Regions from separate parts of the Mustela erminea genome. Here region 1 is linked to region 2. The links are chromatin contacts, called in public Hi-C maps. All regions are on one chromosome and are shown on one strand. The core of a region is the stretch at or near the end of the contact, and the rest is flanking DNA. Distances in the headings are between cores, read along the strand shown.

What was found. A called contact is a pair of places that touch in the nucleus more often than the background predicts.
Region 1: a Hi-C map of spleen shows a contact between it and region 2, with 4 times the contacts expected there. The contact joins the promoter of CCDC83 here to the enhancer-like site in region 2. A contact is called at or near these places in 2 of 3 Hi-C or Micro-C datasets (skeletal muscle and spleen).

Annotation. Positions count from the first base shown.
Region 1 is chr9:44,760,878-44,763,577 of mMusErm1.Pri, forward strand. CCDC83 (coiled-coil domain-containing protein 83) reads right to left here and starts at 1,292. Exons shown (of 11, transcript XM_032357476.1): 1 at 1,156-1,292.
Region 2 is chr9:44,461,943-44,464,642 of mMusErm1.Pri, forward strand. No RefSeq gene overlaps it. Among named protein-coding and RNA genes, the nearest start is that of EED, 30 kb to the left of the region's middle. Within about 2 kb of position 1,374, the one cell type or tissue checked has open chromatin away from gene starts, as enhancers often do.

The sequences.
Region 1 (2,700 bases), core at 42-2,541, 300 kb after region 2:
ATTTTCATCCTCGGGTGGTGGAAGAGAACAAAAAGGCTTCTAGCTTCAAAGAACAGTGGTGAATATGAATCTACTGGAACCAGGTCTTGGGGTGGGGAGCGGGATTCAAGGAAATCCATGAACTGTTATCAGACACACAATGATAAATGCCCAATCTTATCACTTTCCTTCTCTGCCTTCACAGAAATATATATGTGTGTATATTTCTTTCTTCAGTGGGACATCTTTCCTCTCCCAGCCACTCCTCAACTCTCTCTTGCCAGCACAGAATTAATCATGGAGTCAGAAGGGGAGTGAAGAAGCAAGGTACTATACAAATCTAACAAATTAATCAAAGAAAGAAACTAAGTGTCCTCTTCAGAAGGATGTTTGCAGCCTCCAGCGCCAGGAGCGGAAGCCAGTCTGCGGACCGGGAGGGTGAGGAAGAGACCAGAAACGACACTCAGGGCACTCAGGGAGCACCCCGGCAGGAGGGCTCTGCGCGGGGCCCGAGAAGGATGCAGGCTGTGGGAGCCCTCACTCAAAGGACATTCACAGAACTGGGAGTGCGGTGAGAAGAGCACTAAGCAGATGGAGACTTGAGTCCCAGCTCCTCCACTAGTGAGTTTTATAACCTCGAACAAGCCGCTGAACCCCCTCTGACCCTGGGTTCTCTCCCATCTTTCCTGCCTCCCGTCAGGGTTACAAAGGAAGCTCAAACGCTTTGGGAATACTGTTGAGCCTCAAACTCCATACGAATGGAAGGATTCGTTTCCTGAGCATGTACGGTGTGCTAGAGGCTGTGAACGCACCGCGAGAGTTACAAACCTGAATTATATTTAGATCCTGCCCTCCAGGAACAGAAGATCTAGAAGAGAAATAAGCAACGCATCCGGGGGTGCTACTGCAAGGAGGAAAGAGAGAGCAGTATTTTGATCAGATCAAAAGATCTCCTTCCCTTTCGATCTCCTGCGCAGGGGCGGGCCCATGAGGACCCCTCCTGGCGGTTTCCAACGGTCCAGGAGCAAGGAGATCGCCAGGAGGACGCGACCCCGGGCCCCTGTGGGCTCGGAGCCAGCTCCGAGGGCTGGTGGGGGTGGGGCGGAGATGTCACGTCTTAAGTGTCAGACTGGAAGGAGTCAGGGGCCGAGCGAGGAGCCCTGCCAGTCTCCCTACCTCCCCTTGACGGCTTCCAGGTGCGGATGCACTGCAGTGGATTCCTAGTAGCGCGAGCAACCCGCCCGCGGACCAGGCCCACCCACACCGCGGCTGCACCAGCGCCTTCCGTTTCCAAGGCGATGCGCGCGCGAGGGCGTCCCCCTCCCGCCCCGCTGCGCAGACGCTACCCGCGGGCCAGGCGCGCCACCTGGTGGCCGCAAGGGGGAAGAGTCTGGGCGAAGGGCCCGCACCGCCCCTGGCGCCGCGGAGATGCAGCCCTCCCGCCTTCTTCCTGAGCGATTCTCACCGCCACGGCTCACCCTGCTGATTGCACAAAACGCCAGCCACCTCCCTGCCTCCCCCCAGTGGCAAACCCATAAGTAGTGAGTTGTGTGGAGACGTGACATCCGGCTCTGCGCTGTGACCGTGAGACACACTTGGATCTGCGCGTCTGTTTCTTCAGTTTAAAGTGAGACACAGAGGCTGCTCCGTCGGTTTCCAGAGGCTCGCAGCGGTGGGTGGGGAGGGGGAAGGGGTGTGTGCGCACGCGCGGGTCCTGCCCCACTCACCCTTCGGCCACCCAGGCTTCGCTTCTCTCTTCTCTGTTTTAAGAGTTCCTTTGGGTTTGACTCTAAACAGAACTGCAACCCCCTGGACTAAGTGTTTATATGATAACGTCCAGCTCTGAAAGACCCTTGATCCTAGTTTGCTTCTCGCTTTATTTTTTGCTCCTAAACCTCAAGAAAACCAACACAGATTTTGATTCCATCTTTCCCCTTCTTTCTACTTTTTGCAGCTCCGTCCTAATTCGAGGGGAAAATATATCACAAGCCTACGACCTTGGAAGTTTCCCTTTTTTCTCCTGCATCTCCCCCTCATTCTCTGCCTCAAGATAGTTTCTTGCATCCTGGCAGCACCTACTTAGGCTAGTAACCCCCGAGTCAAATCGTTCTCTCTCTGTCGGGGAACGGAAGTGAGGCCCTCGCGTGAACAGCCACTCTTCGTAAGTCGCCTGTTTGGCATTCTTGAGTTTGATTAACAAAGAATAGATTATCAGGTCGCCTGGGTGGCTCAGTGGGTTAAGCACCTGCCTTTGGCTCAGGTCATGATCCCAGGGTTCTGGGATGGAGCCCCATGCTGGGCTCCTCCTCTGGGAGTCTTCTCCTTCTCCCTCTGTCGCTCCACTGCTTGTGCTCTGTGTGTGTGTGTGTGTGTCTTGCAAATAAATAAATAAAATATTCTTAAAATTTAAAACATTAAATATTAAAAATACATTATCATGTTTTCTAATTAGATCTGTGTTATATTAATAAACAAATTGAGAACTTTTAAAAATATATGTATTTTTTAATTTTTAATTTTTTATAAACATATATTTTTATCCCCAGGGGTACAGGTCTGTGAATCGCCAGGTTTACACACTTCACAGCACTCACCAAAGCACATACCCTCCCCAATGTCCATAACCCCACCCCCCTTTCTCCCAACCCCCCTCCCCCAGCAACCCTCAGTTTGTTTTGTGAGATTAAGAGTCACTTATGGTTTGTCTCCCTCCCAATCCCA
Region 2 (2,700 bases), core at 124-2,623:
TTAAAATTGAGAATGTTGCAGAATGTTTCCATTTTGTGGGACGAAAGGAGGCATCAACAGGTCTTAGCACACATCTGATGCTAGGGCTCTGCATGCAGTCTCAACGCTATCTTGTTTGGTCAGCTATCAGGAGCCTAGATGGGGAGATGCTCATACAGTTTCATCGTGGTGACAAACTTGAGATGGAACCCACTCCCTTGATTCTCTGGAGAGTAGTTTCGTGCTCATTTAGGTCATTAACAGCCACGTGAGGCCTGAGCCCAGGCTGCTGATCCTTCATCAGTGTTCTTTCCACAGCAGGCTGAGATTCTCGTGACCTTTCTCTTCCAGTCCTGTTTCTCTTCTTTCTGTCTTCTTTCCTTTTCAACAGTGTGGTTATCTCTGTTCTTTGAAAATGGGTTGTTTGAAATCATACTTCAACAATATAATTCAACATTTAGCAACGGATCATCTACCGCACACTAGACCTTGACACTGTAGTAGGCATTTGGTTGAATAGAATAAGATAAGCAATGTAGAGATAACTAAAATACAAAGGAGAATATAGGAAGGCTTTGTAAACAAGTTCTACAGGATTTCAGAGCTGGGTGTGGGGAAGCTGGCCTGGGACTTGGGCTTTTAATGAATGGAAACGATTTTCACGAGGCGATGAGGGCCCAGGGAAGGAAAAGAATTCTAGGTAAAATGAAGAGCAATAATAAGGATAAAGAGGAAGGAAACTTGGGGGAGAGATGTCAAGTAGAATATGACTAACAAAGTACTTATATTAAAAGAGACAATGTGAGACAAGATGGAAACATAAACTGTACTGTTTAAGCAGCTAGCAAGGAGAACTTCCTATTATAGAGATTAGAGTCGCTGAAATACGACAGGATAGAAGCTGCAGTCAGATGTCCCCTGATCAGGCTAAAGACAGGTCACCTAGAAGCAGGCTGGAAGTGGGTGGAAGACGGCAAGCAATTAACTAAGGTTGCTGTTAAGATGGACTGTGTGGACTGAAGTCAAGAGCGAGGCTGAGGAGACTCTTACTAGCACACTCCTACCTCTAGGGGGTGCTCAAGACTTCTGTCCTTCATTCCCAAGAAAAAGGAACTCAAGTGAATCTAGAACAAAATGGAGATTTTATAGAAACTTCTGCGGGAGATTGTGTTGGAGGAAGAAAGTCATAAGTGGAAGTGGGCTGAGAAAATATTTTCCCTATCAATCATCTCCGGGGATCCTTAGCTTTGTTTAGATCTAGTAATGTACTTATCTTTTCATCTCTTCTCTGCCTTGCGTTTGGCGTCTGCTGGGACATTCTGAGTCAGAAGGGCAAAAATATCACTGGGGAGTCCACATTGTCCAGCTCGATAGGATCTGGAGCCAGCGTGAGCTGGCAATAAAGATAACGGGCAGAAAGCCCCAGTGTCCTTTGTGCATATGTCTGGTGAAAAGCCTGTAACAGCTCCATGCATGATTCAGGATCTGGTCAGATTGTTCCCACGTAACTGTAATAAGATGTGCATCTGGTGTGGTCACATAAGTCACACTGGTCACTGGGACTTCGGAGGCAGGATCTCAATGGGCAGAATTCTTGCTGAGAGAGTTCTTGCTCAATGCTTCAGCTACTGATTACCAATAGGCAGAGACAGAGGGCTATTTCTGACACCAGAAAAGGTATCCTTGAGAGGCTGAGAATGCAAAGGCACCTACCTGCACCGTGGTGCAGCTCTGTCCTTCATGGTGAGGGAGAACCTGCTTTTGGCCAGGATTCACTTCTGGGACCAAAACAGTCTCATCAGCAGAAGCCTGGAATTGGAAGAAATGCAAAGCCAACTGTGAGGCACACACCTTCTCTAAAATGAAGGCTATCTTCGTGGACAGACTCGGTCCCACTTAATTTAGGAGTGAGAAGCTGGAAACGCCAAGAGCGATGATGGCACGAATCTAGGACCCTGGAGAGATGTTTAACCTACAGGAGTAAAGGAGGCCTGTGAATGACTTACAGGAGAGAGATGACAATACTGTAAATTCTTAGTTTCACCAGTTCACAGTAGTGTTTAGGTGCAAATCTATGGGAAAGCAGGCAGCCTACACAGGTGTAGGACTTACCCTAGCTTGTGGGTGTGTCAGAGAGGTATAATTTTAACACTAGTTTTTATTCATATATTCAGAAAGCATTTTTAAAACCATCTTCCATGGTCCAGTTATAGGAGTTACATTATTATTCTAGCATGCCATCTGATATTTTTTTTTTAAAAGATTTTATTTATTTATTTGACAGAGAAATCACAAGTAGGCAGAGAGGCAGGCAGAGAGAGAGAGAGGAGGAAGCAGGCTCCCTGCTGAGCAGAGAGCCCGATGCGGGACTCGATCCCAGGACCCCGAGATCATGACCTGAGCCGAAGGCAGCGGCTTAACCACTGAGCCACCCAGGCGCCCGCCATCTGATATTCTTATATGAAGGTCCATGTGTTCCAGCCCAACAAATCTTTTATTCTATCATTTAACGTACTCCTAACTTTCTAATTTAATAACAATTTATTTCATTATAAAATCCATAACTAATGCAGAATATTTGAAGACACAAAAAACACAGTGTAAAACAAAAATTAGCCATAATTGTATCAAAGATAATTTTGATGTATGCACTTTTACTGTTTCTGACTATATATGTGCATGTTTTAAAATAAAAATCACCATGATATTTACACTGATTGT